Regions from separate parts of the Mus musculus genome. Here regions 1 and 2 are each linked to region 3. Evidence: chromatin contacts called from public promoter capture Hi-C data. All regions are on one chromosome and are shown on one strand. The core of a region is the stretch at or near the end of the contact, and the rest is flanking DNA. Distances in the headings are between cores, read along the strand shown.

What was found. Promoter capture Hi-C pulls out the DNA fragments that hold promoters and counts their contacts.
Region 1: a contact with region 3 is called in a promoter capture Hi-C map of the SN4741 cell line, with 5 times the contacts expected there. The contact joins the promoter of Taf1c here to the promoter of Klhl36 in region 3. A contact is called at or near these places in 12 of 39 promoter capture datasets (the 3T3-L1 cell line, the C10 cell line, HPC-7-derived erythroid cells and 7 more), 1 of 484 Hi-C or Micro-C datasets (liver) and 3 of 9 other capture datasets (adipose tissue, liver and pancreatic islet).
Region 2: a promoter capture Hi-C map of stem cell-derived epiblast-like cells shows a contact between it and region 3, with 5 times the contacts expected there. The contact joins the promoter of Osgin1 here to the promoter of Klhl36 in region 3. A contact is called at or near these places in 17 of 39 promoter capture datasets (the 3T3-L1 cell line, the C10 cell line, the HPC-7 cell line and 10 more), 1 of 484 Hi-C or Micro-C datasets (cortical neurons), 3 of 115 datasets of contacts at active chromatin or transcription factors (large pre-B cells, memory CD8 T cells and pancreatic cancer cells) and 2 of 9 other capture datasets (embryonic stem cells and liver).

What each region holds. Positions count from the first base shown.
Region 1 is chr8:119,602,170-119,606,706 of GRCm38.p6, reverse strand. Taf1c (TATA-box binding protein associated factor, RNA polymerase I, C) reads left to right here and starts at 1,501. Exons shown (of 15, transcript NM_021441.3): 1 at 1,501-1,572; 2 at 2,329-2,467; 3 at 3,242-3,326; 4 at 3,460-3,557; 5 at 3,628-3,717; 6 at 3,803-3,876. The coding sequence starts at 2,330. It also overlaps the pseudogene Rps13-ps4.
Region 2 is chr8:119,435,221-119,439,883 of GRCm38.p6, reverse strand. It overlaps Osgin1 (oxidative stress induced growth inhibitor 1), which reads right to left and starts at 2,737. Exons shown (of 6, transcript NM_027950.2): 1 at 2,591-2,737.
Region 3 is chr8:119,859,186-119,863,880 of GRCm38.p6, reverse strand. It overlaps Klhl36 (kelch-like 36), which reads right to left and starts at 1,576. Exons shown (of 5, transcript NM_146219.1): 1 at 1,434-1,576.

The DNA of each region.
Region 1 (4,537 bases), core at 252-2,751, 260 kb after region 3:
AGGGCTACACATAGAGAAACCCTGTCTCAAAAAAAAAAATCAATAAAATAATAATAGTAATAAAGTTATGCATGAGCCAAATAGACACCAACGAGCATGCCCCCATATGATGGCTAGTTTTGGTGGTCAACTGAATATTTGAAATTAACTGGGACCCAAACTGCTGGGCACACTTGTGAGGAAGTTTAAAAAAAATTATTTATTTATTTATTATATGCAAGTACACTGTAGCTGTCTTCAGAGGCACCAGTAGAGGGCATCAAACCCCATTACAGATGGTTGTGAGCCACCATGTGGTTGCTGGAATTTGAACTCAGGACTTTGGGAAGAGCTGTCAGTGCTCTTAACCGCTGAGCCATCTCTCCAGCCCTGTGAGGGATTTTCTTAATCAGATTATTTGAAGGAGGAAGAGCCATCCTAAATCACCTTCTGGTGGCAGCCCAGATAAAAGAAATGGAAAAAGAAACCATGATTTGTGCCTGCTGGACCTCACCCTCACCGGCAAAACCATTTATTTTATGGCATTGCTGAAGTTTTCCTTTCAGTATTCAAATCAATTTCTTTAGGATTCCAACAGAGACTGAAGCTCGGCGGCTCTTTAGGAATGGCCCAGGACTACAGCACCAGATCAGAACTGCTGAGACAACCAGCCTCGTGGACGGAACAGTACCAAATTCTCCTTGCCATTTCTGTCATAAGACAGCTATTATTGAACTACGCAGATCACAGCCTGTAAGCCGGTCTAATAAAATCTCCTCTATTCCATACTCATTCAATCAGTTCTGTTCCTTTAGAGATCCCTTAATAAACTCAGGAACACAGATTTTTCTCCCTGAATAACTTGCTCCACCATGAAGACCGATTTATGAAGTTCTGATAATTACAGGACAAAGGAAAGTCAAACCCAAAGAAGTCGTCAAACACATTGGCGGGAATGTCATGTAGGTAGGTTGCAGTGACGCAGGAGAATCTGTTCCTTGTCTCGATTCTATCTGAAGATATTCTTAGCCTCCAGGCGATGGAAAGCAAGTGGTCAGCAGAGCCACGCGTCCTAAGTTTTACGCGATAGTGTCAGGACCAAGGCAACTTACAGGCAGAGCCCAGGACTCGCTGCATGCGAGCGAGTTTGAACAGATCCCCCAAAACTCGCAGGTGCACACACAAGGAATATTAGCTTGAGAATGACAAGCTAATATTCCCTCCTGGCCCCTGTTAAAGCCACACATGCACCCAGAGGTGTCTATGAAGCGGATTCTAGGACTTGTGGGTAATAAATACAGTGCGTGGCTCATCGGAGGTGCTCACTTGTTCGTTGAGAGGATCAATTCAAGCTTCTCAACACTTTTGTGAAATAGGATGGAAATTTCATAGCTTAGGCGCCACGACCATGCATATTGGCCCTCAGCTCTGCAGGTGGCGCTGGAGGACTCGGTTAGATGATCTGGGGGCGGGACTTCCTGTTTCTCGGGCGAACTTCCGGCCTGATCCGGAAAACAGTTTAGTCTGCTCCAACAGTTGTGGGTGGCGGCGTTGAGGTTCGGCACTCTGGCTCCTTTGCGGCCCCGGGGTCAGGTGAGGCTGTTGCGGGAATGCTGAGAGCACGTGGCAGACCACGTGGCTATAGAGACTGGTCGATTACAGCGCTGAGGCTCGTCCTAGATGCTGGCCACGAGGGAGGGCGGTCCGGGAACACTTGTGGTTACTACACACCGGTTTTCAGTTCAGACTCTAAATTCAGCGCCTTCACGTCTTGTCCAGCGGGTACTAGTGCTCTGCTGGTGCTCTTATTGCGGATGTTAGATTTAATTTTTACTAAAAATGAGGGCTGACTTGACAGTTACTGCTTCTAAAGAGTTCCTGCATTTATTCAGCCCACGGGCATTTTCGGAGAAGCCTGTGTTTGGCAGTGGGGAAGCAGGAATAGTACGCAGCCCATGTCCACAGAGGGGTGGAAGAAAGTCAGCCTGCTACTGTCATGCGCAGCGCGTTGATGAACGCTCAGCCTTCATCGGCATCACTTGGTCCTCCACACTCTCCCCTTTGTATATTCTGTGGTTGCTTATCTCTTTGGCACTTTACCTGCCACGAGGCCTTTTGCGATCACTTTCTCCCCAGCCCCTCTTCCAAGGTGTGAGCAGAGATATCTGTCTGGCTGCCCTCAAGAGAGTGAGCAGTCCTTGGGCAGCCCTGCTGACGCGCTGGCATTAGGCATAGTCTGGTCTTTATCTGCTACCTTGTAGTGGTCTCCCCTACTGTGTTCTGAGAACCCTGGTGCACTGTTGAGACTCCTAATGAAGGCGTGTGTAACGTTAGATACATTCTCTCCAGGATGGACTTCCCTGGCACCCTGCGCCCTTCATTGTTTAAGGCCGGTCCACTTGGCATGACTGATGGCCCTGACCTGTCCTTCATGTGCAGCTGGAGAGATGCACTGACCCTGCCAGGGTCCCAGCCACAGAACTGCAAGGTGAGGATGGAAATAGGGTCCTTTCCTTGGTCTGTTCCTCCTCCTTGCTCACTTATTGGGAAAAGAGGTCTAGGCAGCTGCTACTTGAGCTGCGCACCGGTTGCCCTGCTGTCCAGACAGTGTCTCTCAACAGAGGCTGTGGCTCCTCTTTCCTCGCTCCCTCTCCCTGGGTTCAGCAGGTGTTTATGTGTTGGGGTCCTTACAGGCCCAGGAGCCCAGCATGAGGAAGTCAGGCAACCCCACCTAAGGGACTTCCAGTTATGGTGAGAGACTGTACACCAACGGGCAGACCTTTTATAGTGTGGCCTTGACTTGCCTGAATTAGTGGAATGCCAGGGGCAGGATTTCTGCTCTTGGGAGGTCCATCTCTAGCAGCCTTGTATTGAGTACATTGAGGAGAGCATGTCAAAGAGAGGGTGTTGGGGGAGGGGAGTTCTTGGTCCTTGGGACAAGGGTGCCCACTGAATGGCAGGACTCAGAGGAGATAGCTGAGGAAGTTGGAGCTCATTGGGTTGTGGGTAGGCAGTCATGACTTAGGCGCTTCCTTTGAAAGCTGCTGTGAATGAAGTTTAGAATTCAGTTCAGACTCTGGAGTCGGTTGCCTGGGTTCAAGTCCATGCCTGTTTGTTGCTTCTGTCACCTAGGGCGGCAGCCTCATGCTTCAGGGTTCCTCATTAGCGAAGTGACCACCTTTTCACATTTGTCCCGAGGACTGAGTTAGTTAATTGGCAGGGATTGCACACCTGTCATGTTATTGCTGCCCCGTTTCCCTAGGATCCGACCTTGTCCTTTGCCAAGAACCTACTGTGGGAGCCATCGACGCCAGGACCCCTCCCCCTCCTGATGCCTCCTGATCCTGGTAAGAGTCTCTCTCCTTTTGGGCCCCCTCCAAGGACCTCAGCCATCACACGCACAAGGGGAACCTCAGACCTCCAGGGGTATCCTGTCCCCATTCCTTCTCAGGTTCTTCTCTGATCTCCTTCTCCCCTTAGATCCCTGGGACCCTGGTGTGACAGCTCAGGACTTCCTTTTCCGGGGAGGTCACTGCTACCAGTACCAGTCTCAGGCTGTGCTGGATGTCACTGAGCAGGTAAGTGTCCCTGGGTGAGACTGGTTCTCAGCGCCTGTGCTATGCTGACTCACACAGCTGTTCCCTCCAGCTCAGCCGCTTCCTGTGGGACCATGGGGACATAGCCTTCGCACCCCTGGGGAGACTCATGCTGGAGAACTTCAGATTGGAGGGGAACCGGGTAAGGAGCCGCCACCACCGGGTGGATGGTCAGCCGCCTCCCTGGTGAGACCCAAGGGTACCAACCTGACAGCCCTTCCCTGCAGGGCTACTCGAAAAAGATGACTATAGTCAGCGCGAAGAAGCTGCTTCAGGACCTCGGCGGACACCAACCCTGGGGGCAAGTAGCCAATGAGAGAGCAGCCATGGACTGGCCTGCCGTGAGATGTGGAAGGACCTGGGACACTGACCAGGTTTTCGTCATAGTGGCTTTTCCAGCCCCACACAGTCCTGAGCCATGAGTTCACAAAATCCCCGGCAGCGTAAGGGAAAAGCAGATTGGTCATTGGTAAACCTTAGGCGTGGGCTGCCAGACCTCCACCATCATGGGTCGCATGCACGCTCCCGGGAAGGGCCTGTCCCAGTCGGCGCTGCCCTACCGCCGTAGCGTCCCCACGTGGCTGAAGTTGACGTCTGACGACGTGAAGGAAAAGATTTACAAATTGCCCAAGAAAGGCCTGACTCCCTCCCAGATAGGTGTAATCCTGAGGGACTCACACGGGGTGGCCCAGGTCCGTTTTGTGACTGGAAATAAAATCTTGAGAATCCTCAAGTCCAAAGGCCTTGCCCCTGACCTCCCCGAGGATCTCTACCATTTGATTAAGAAAGCTGTTGCTGTCCGAAAGCACCTTGAGAGGAACAGAAAGGATAAGGATGCTAAATTCCGCCTGATTCTGATAGAGAGCAGAATTCACCGATTGGCTCGATACTATAAGACTAAGCGGGTGCTCCCACCCAATTGGAAATATGAGTCATCCACAGCCTCTGCTCTAGTGGCATAA
Region 2 (4,663 bases), core at 1,488-3,987, 430 kb after region 3:
CATCCCCCCTCCCCCAGAGGTTTATGCTTACAATTTTTAATCTGGGTGGTTGAAAGTACTCTTTTGATCACTTCTGTGTTACAGATAGAGAAACAGAGGCTGGAGAGCTTTGCACAGACTTTTACAGTTTGCCAAGAAACCTGTTCCACCTCCAGTCAGCTGGATTGGACTTGAACTAGGTCACCCTGCCCCAGGGGCTTCTCTGAGCCTCTGCAGGTGTAGAGGGTGGGAAGCCTCTACTGTCCCTTTCTGTCCTGCAGCAGATTCTGGCTCCAGTGTCCTGGAAGAGGGTCAGTTGCTCACTAACTAGAGGGTGTAGCTGTGCTCAGAGCCTTGGAAATTCAGCTACAGTTCCTGGAGGGTGGTGTCCCCTCACTGGTGTGCGCAGGGCACAGCAAAGGCCTGGCGTCTCTCCCCACTCCCACCATATTCATTACCCAGCAACAGTAACAACACAGGTGAGGGTAGCATCCTAACAGGGTGCTTTCCTGTGCCTTCTCTCTCTTAATTCTCACGACAATCCATGTCTCAGATGAAGAGACTGAGGCGGGGGTGGAGGGAGGGCGGATAAAGTCATGCTTGCTAAGTTTCAGAGTGGGCCCATAACAGAACAGAAATTTGATCCCTGCAGGTATAACCCTACTAGATATTCCAGCACCCCTGAAAACAGCATGCCGGCCATTCCCAGAGACCTGGGCACCCCAGCATACAGCTCCTCACTGGTGGCAGCAGGAGGCCCTGTCCACGAAGGCCAGGCCCAAGGGGACACCCATATTGCTTCCCAGGAAGTGGGATGGGCTAACACACTGGGAGGACTTTGCACTCTAAGTCCAGGTCCCTCTCGCAGCTGGCACAAGTGTCACCTAGAGCTGCTTGCTGGGTACCATACACATGAGGTCACCGCCAAGCCTGACCACCCCCCAGAAGTCACACGCCCCCAAGCTGTTCACCCTCACAACCACCCACAAGTACCTGCTACTAGTTTATAAGGCAAAACGGCTTCTTCCAACCTGCAGTTCCACCCAGGGGCCTCAGTTTGTAGAATTGGGGTAAGCTGCTCATTTTGTTTAAGACAGGGTCTCATGTAGTCCAGGCTGGCTTGAAACTAGAATAAGCCTTGGCAGGCCTTGAACTGCTGACCCTCCTGCCTGCACCTCCCAACCACTCATATTACAAGAGAAAGCTGCCACCACCTCCAGGCTAGAATAACCAGTTTTTAAAAGTACTGGCATATTTCGGAGTCTCTCTGGTTGGGCAATGCTGATAGAAAAAAAAAATAACGTTCTCAAGTTGTTGATTTAAGGGGCCAGGGAGATGGCTCCGTGGGTAAAGTGCTTGCCTAACCGTGAGGAACTGAGTTCAGATTCTCCACACTCCTGTCAAAAGCAGATGTCTGTAATCCTAGGTCTGGAGAGACAAACACAGGAGGGCCCCTGGAGATCACCCGCCAGAGAGCTGAATGACAGGCTCCAGGTTCAGTCCAGGAGAGGGAAGCCTGGAGGGAAGTGGCCCTGCAGGTAACTTGTTGTACAAGGGCAGTGACTTATGGGCAGGCAGCACTCACATAAAGATGGAAGGAGAAAGCTGACCCCTGACCCCTGACTCCTGGCGGGGGGGGGGGGGAGGGGTGGCTGTCTGATTTCTACACGTGTTCTTGTGCTCTCTCTAGCAATAATAATAATAATGATAGTGATAATAGAATGAAAAAGAAGGTGTGGACAGTGACTGAGGAAGACGCTAGCCATCGACCTCTGACCCCACAGGTATGAGCACATAAAAAATGAGTTTCTCAGAAGTGGCGATAGTTGCCCTGGTGTAACACTGCAGACATTTCTAAGGTTATGAAATCGTCATGCCAGGGAGGGCTGGGAACCATATACCATTTGTCTCTAAAAATGCCACCACCACCCCCAAGAGCTGGGGGTTTCTTATCCCCACTTCATGAATGAAACTGAGGTTGGGGAAAATGGAAGGGGAGGGGACATCTCGTCTAGGTCCTAGACAGCCTCGTTTGGGATCCTTTCCCCTCCATTCCCAAATAAAGCAACAGGTAGCAGTGACAGCTGCTAGTGACACAAAGCCCTGGGGCAGGAGGAAGTGTGCAGTCAGCCAAGTGTTACCTGGCCTTAGTCACAGTGAACCCTCGTTCCAAGTGCCTGCTCCACCTGGGCCCAAGGGTGCCTGATGGCCCAACCTCCACGGTCCACCACTTTCTCCACCGCACCTTCCGTAAACCGAGTACCCAGGAACCCTCGGCTGTGCTTGTCTGAGCCTGGTACCTAGGACCCACTGGAGCACCTCGCCAGGCTGGAGACACAGTGGCCATTGGTGCCTCGAAGGAGCAAGGCTACCCATGCTCCTTCCTGCCGGAACAGCTATTTCACGAGTTAGGATTAGGCTGCTAAGCCAGGGGCCGCTGGGGGAGAGTGTCCCAGACACTTAACCATGGCCATCGCTGGAGGTGCAGGGAGGACTCCCAGAGTCCTCCTCAGGACCAGTCAGTGTACACCCCGGCTTTCCTGACCCCCGTCTGCCCACCCTTGCCCCATAGCTATTGTTTCCCACCCACAGCCTTGCCCGGACCACTCACCTGATGGATGGTAGATAGCTGGAGGGAGCTGGTGAGCCTGGGTTGTCTGGACACTCAGAGGAACTTGGTCACACGGTGAGAGACTTTGTCACGGTGCCCTGCTGCAAGAACAGGATGCCCATTAGCCCTGGGGATCCCAGAGGCTGTGCGAGGCCCAAGGCTAGCAGGGGTATTTCACAGCGGGGCAGGGAGGAGGCGGAGGCAGGGGCGGGACCAGGAAAATCACTTTCATAAGCGTGAGTCAGCAGGGGCCCCTGGGTGAATGAACTTGGCCCTGGCCAGTCTTAAAGGGCCCCTGCTGGCCAGTTCCTCCCTTCCCGGGTTCAGTTTGAAGGAGGAACTAGGGAATCTTGAAAGAGACCACTAGGTCTCTTCCTTACCAGTGAGTGGTAGGCTTCTGAGAAATAGCTGGCCAGCTGGCTTCTGAACTCCAGAAAGCTCTGATCTTCCACTCACTTCCCACCCCAGCGTGTGGGGAGAGGGGACACGGGTGTGTGCAGAAAAAACCCTCAGTCACTGGTCAACCCCGACAACTCCCACTCAGCGACTTCCTGGTTGGAGACTCTGAACAAACCTCAGTTTCCCCATCTGAAAAGTGGGGTTGAGTTGGACTCCCTCATGTGTGCGTGCATGCGCATGTGAGTGTGTGTCCGTCCTCCCTGGTCCTTATAGACTTCTCTTCCTGTAGGGGGTCACGCCAGTCTGCTGGCCGGTTCTTGTGGTCCGTGAACGGAAGCTGGGTCCTAGGGAGACATCCCTTACTGCACACTGGGTCTGGAATAGCGCTTTTCCATATGGAGCCTTGGCTCAAGAGAAGGAAGTTGGGCAGTGGTTTAGGTCGGTGCACTCACCTTGGTGGCCATTGTTCCTGTCCTGATCAGCTGTCACTCTACCACCAGGACCAGAACTGGGGAGGGGCGGTGGGGGGGGAGTGTCAGGCTCTCACTCTAAGTACCCAAGAGACTACTCAGCGATTAAGAGCACTGGCTGCTCTTCCAGAGATTCTGAGTTCAATTCTCAGCAACCACATGGTGGCTCACAACCATCTGTAATGGGATTTGATGCCCTCTTCTGGTATGTCTGAAGACAGAACACTCATATATATTACATAAACAATTCTTTAAAAAAAAAAAAGGAACTCATTAAACAAAGTGACACTTTGGTACAATTTTCTAAAGAAAAAAAATTAAGTAAAGAATACAAATTCCAGAAAAAGAAAACTTCAGAGTTGTAAAGAAAGACGGGGTCCTTGGGCCCACCTCGTGGAACATCCTTCGGCTGCAAGAGTCTTGGCTGCTAGCACAGCATTTTGATTTAAAAAATGATATTTTGTTTTTCTTGGATTAAAAGAATGATTATTCAAAATACCGCATATAGGTTTTGGGGAATAGATCAGTAGAACCTGTGCCTAGCATTGCATGAGACCCTAGGTTGAAGGCCAAGTACCATTGTGCACTGATATGTTCAAACCCTGGGCTCGGGGCTGGGAGATGGCTCAGTGGAGAACACTTGCCCAACATGCTCAAAGCCCTGGCTTCAGTCCCCAGGACTGCTAAACACACGGAACCCCTGAGCCCTAGTCTGTGCCAGCAGTCTCAATGGGAGAGTCTGTTCCCCGGGGAGTACCTAGTGCACCATAAACTGGCGGAGGGGCACATCCTGCAGGGGTGGGTGAAGAGGGACGCCATCCTGGGGTGAGTAGTTAGGAGGCAGAGTGGGCAAGGCTGGCTGCTGACCTGGGTTTAAGGGAAAGGTCAGGCACGGCTCAAGGATCTGGTCCTAGAAGCTACTGCTCCCCTGGGGGATCCTGGGCTGCAATTTTTGCTTAGGGCTTTGTGGTCAGAATCTTGGTTTAATGCTCTGGTGTCTCCTTAACATTCTTGGTCATTTCTTTTAAAACAAGGACCATGCATTCTGCATGTCCCTTTTCCACTAGGCTGGGCAGCTTTCCCTAGCCTGAATGGGAGCTGCCTTGGGTTTAGCTCTTCTGCTGAGACACTCCCTTTAGTGCTGAGGTACCCTTAGAGGCTTCGTTTAAGCCCGGGCTCGGTAACAGAAACTTCAGAGATCCCT
Region 3 (4,695 bases), core at 327-2,826:
TTCAGGTTCTCAGGAGGAAGTGGAGGGTGAGAGACAGTTGTGATTAATGAGTACCAACTCTGTTCTGGGCGTCATCCCCGGGGGCTTCTACGAGCCTTCATTAATTTTCTCCCATTTAACTCCACGAGACTATCCCCATCCTGTCCTTGATTCACAACTCAAGAGGTCACAACGGTGTGTGTGTGTGTGTGTGTGTGTGTGTGTGTGTAAAACAGCCCAGCCCACACAGCATCCAACAGTCGGAGGATGTTCAGGGCCTCCGGTTCCTCTGCGCCCACAGCTGTACTGTCTGGTCATAGGAGGGAGGAATCCACAAGGAGAAACCTCCCCTGAGGTCTGTGCTCTCACACAAACACGAGCAATACTGCTGTGCTGACCTTTCTGATCAAATCTATAGACCTGACACACGATGTCCCATAGTCTTTTAACTATGAGGCAGGCTTTGGAGGACTTGGAAGTCTAGGCGGACACTGGCAGGGGACACCCAGTTAGGAATAAACCTGTTGGGCTAAATTCAGAGAAATTCTGCTTATCCCTCTATCTTCTGGGGTGGGAGCTAACACCTGCAAGTCCCCTACTTACAACTCCCAAAGCCTCCCTCCTCCCAAAAGCCCCTCTCTTTCTAGAAGGCTGGAAAGTGCAGCCTCTCGCTTGTTTCATTAACAGCCCGTGGAGAAGAGTCTGTCTTTTCCTGTCTCAATTCTTTACCCCCTTTTCCTTATAAAACCAACATGGGCTGGAGCTACAAGACAAATTCCCCCCCCCTCCCAGTTCTGCTGAACCCACACGAAGAATCATTTTGTTTCCTACTGAACAAAGAGTCTCTGCTAAAGATAAGTCAGCTGGTTCTGAGATAAATGGGGAGAGCGAGGGGGCTCCAGTGTTCCCATGGAGGAAGAAGTCCGGACATTCCATCCTGTTCCGCTCTCTCTGGGAAAGAAGACACAACTGAATCTTTTCCAGAAAACTAGTAACTTTGTGACTAAGCTGTATCCAGGCAGGAACTCTCCCAGCTGCTGGGGGCCCAGAGAGAAAGGTACCAATCAGCATCTAATTACTGCATACCCCTGATTCTCCCGGTTCACCTTGGCGGTGTGAGAATGGGCACCACTGTTCCCACAGGGCTAAAATCGCACCGTGGGTGGGCAGGTGGCCGAGGGGCCCACCCAAGGTCACAGACAGGAAAACATAGATACCCTCTCTGCCCATCTACTTAGGGCGGCCAGCCAGGTCTCTAGTTCCTCACTGTCTGGAAGCTTTCTTTTCTAGGCCAAGGAATCTAGAGAGAGTTCTCCAGTGCCAGGCTCGCCTTAGTCTCCCGGACCATGTCTGTGGCGCCTAGCTGCGTGCAAGCAGGTGTGGTGAAGGTGCAGAGCCAGAGCCCCCCCACCCGGGATCCCCGGGAGCCAGCACGGAGCCCAGGCGGCACTCACCGTCCCGCGTCCCGCCCCGAAGGTGCTGAGGCGCCGAGGGAGGCGTGGGCCGCACCTGTGCACCCGCGAGCCCGGATCGCGCCCGCTTGCGAGCCGCTACCAGAGCAGCGCACACTGCGGGGCTACCGGGCCCGCCCGAAGCGCAGCCATCCCTCTGCAAGGAAGTGCGAGCCTACACTGTCAATGGCGGCTGGGGGGCGGGGCCGGCAGGCGGGCGAAAGGCGGGGTCTGCAGGATAAGGGGCGGAGCCTCGCCTGAGGGGCAGGCCTGTGAAGGCGGAGTGCAGCTTCAGAGGCGGGGCCTGAGGAGGCGGGAGGCAGGAGGTGTAGCCTTAGGGGCGGGGTCTGTGGATGGGAAGGAGCTGAGCTGGTCAAGATCTGTAAGAGACACCCAGGGTCCCTTACTATTGATGGTGCCTGGCTGTCCCCTAAGTAGGTCAGGCATGCGCCGCAGAAGCTTGCTGGCGCCCACGTCCCAGGCTCCAGGATATGAGGTGGCTCCGTGGGACAAACCTCAGGGTGGGTCGGGAACTCCGGGAAGGCTGTATCCTCCTCATCTTCCCTTGGCTTCTGCTCACTGATTCTGTCAAGAGGCCTTTGTTGACTACTCTGCTAACAGCCACACCCCCTACACTCTGGCCCGCTTTCTGCTTTCTCCATACCTTTATCCCAGTCTATTATTATTACTTGCCCCCCCCCCCCCAAGCTCAGGAGATTAAACCCAGAGCCTCAACCACCACTCCCCTCAACTTTGACCAAGTCGATTCAAAATATTTTAAATAATTCTTTCCTTTTTCTTCCCTCCCTCTCCTCTGCCTGTCTGTTTCTCTGTCTCTGTCTCACTCTCTCGTTCTCTCACTCTCTAGAGCTTTTGCGGCTCTCTTTTTCTCTGTCTCTTTCTTCTCCACTCGAAGCTGTCCAACAAACGTTACAATCCTTGCTGGGCTTTTATGGCAGGTACATACCCTCTCAGTAAACATCTGTTGATCTTAGATCATTGTTAATTCATCTAATAGTTATCAAACGTCACTCATAGCCTGGAAGAACCTTGAAGAGGTTCCTCTACGTGAAAGAATCTAGACACGAAGGACACTCCCAGCTGCATTTGGTGGCACACAGCTGTCATCTCAGCTCTTGGGAGGCTGAAGCAGGAAGATAAAGAGTTCAAGGCCAGCCTGGGCTTCACAGAGAGACGTCTCAGAAAAGCAAACCACTTGAAAACGAAATGCATAAGTAAAACGTTCAAACAGGAAAGCGGGAGAGCCAAGAAGCATGGTAGAGGATGCCAGGGGTGAGGGGGTTGGGACCGTTAACAAAGGAAAATTAGGGACTTTTGGGGGAAGATGATAAAAAAGTTTTGAAATGAGAATATTGTTAGTTGTATACCATGAGAGTATACATTTATGCCTATTATCTATTAAATTTACCTAGAATTTTTAAGAATTTTAAGGTAGATTAAACAGTTCTACTGTTGCTTCAGCTTATTGTCATAGACAGCCTAACATAAGCTATTTTAATAACGTGTACCTTCATATTAGTACCTGAGGTGTTGGGTTTGGAAAGCCAAACTAGAAGATGCACAGCCCTGAGGTGGGGGGCTGTAGTTAAGCCTTGGACCAACCTGGGAATCCACAGGTGACCTTGACCTGTAAAGCTAGCCTGGCCTCCTCCTGTCTCCCTAGGAACGTGGGGTGAACTGATCCCACTTGCTGCCTTTCCATAGCATTCATTCTGTTTCAGTTACAAAAGCAGTGAATGATGGCAAACCACACTGGATTGCACCTGCAATCCTAGCACTCAGGAGGCAGAGGCAGGCGGATCACCATAAATCTGAGGTAGGGCCTTGCTTTGTGGCCAGGGTTGGCTGGAATTCTTGGTCCTCCTGTCTCAGCCTCCTAAAGTCTGGGATTATATCATCTCTAAACAACAACAACAACAATAACAGCAATACTAATAATAATGCCATTGCTGGTTATGATGTGCGGGTTACAACCCTGCACCTTACTATGCCCTAAACATTGCTTTAAGCTCTGCCCACACAGGAAATCTTTCCATCTCCTTGACCCTGGGAGGAAGCCACTCTTCCGTTCCTGTTTACAGATTCTCGGAAAGTGAGGCCGGGAGAAGGAAAGTCCCTGAGATATCTCACCTCTCAGAAGCTGATCTCTGGGGCTGGAGAGGTGGCTCGGCGATTTAGAGCACTGACTGCTCTTCCAGAGGTCCTGAGTCCCAGCAACCACACAGTGGCTCACAACTATCTGTAATGGGATCTGACGCCCTCTTCTGGTGTGTCTGAAGACATCAACAGTGCACTCATACATAAAATAGAAATAAAACTTAAAAAGAAAAAAAGAAGAAGAAGAAGAAGAAGAAGAAGAAGAAGAAGAAGAAGAAGAAGAAGAAGAAGAAGAAGAAGAAGAAGAAGAAGAAGAGGAAGAAGAAGAAGCAGCAGCAGCTGATCTCTGATGCTAGGCAGTCAACCTCTAGAGCTTGCAGCCTAGCCTGGCCCTTGCTACCAACAGTACATCATAGTGACACATCCTCTTCACAGAAAACAGAGAGGACCAAGGAGGGGGAAACATCAGCTACCAAAAGGGAACAGCTGTGGACATTTGAGGACACATGGCCCACCATGTATGGTGGTGTTCACCTTTAAGCCCAGCACTTTGGGAGGGACAGGCAAGGTTATTGCTGTGAGTTTAAGGCCAGCCTCGTCTATATAGCAAGTTCTAGGACATCCAGGGCTACATAGAGATCCTGTCTCCAAATAAAACCAAAAACCAAGATACACAGCCTAAACCTTTACCTGTAAATCTATGCAAATGAGACCACATGACTCAGGCTCTTTGGTAGCTTCTCCTCTTCTTTTATAGCATGAGGTTTTCTCATTCAGTAAAGTCTCTCCTGTAGCATGATCCTGACGGAAGTGTCTGGTCCGGCAGCCGTGAAGATTACACATTGGGCTTCCCCTCTGGGTGGCTGTGCAGCTGGCGTCCCTCTTATACATCACACGGACATGAGTACTGCTTGCTCTGTCTTGTGTGCCTCCTCCCAAGGAGGGTCTTAGTGGATGCTCCCAACAGGGACACCACACTGTCACCTCAGAGATGCAACATGGAGCTGTGGCATAAAACAGGACAATGCCAGAGCTAAAATTAAAGCCTTGAACCACTCACTACACCTGGTTCCAATCACAGGCATTGAAGTCACTATTTCATTCCGAATTCCCTGGGAATCAGGAACACTTGCAGACTGTCACAGGC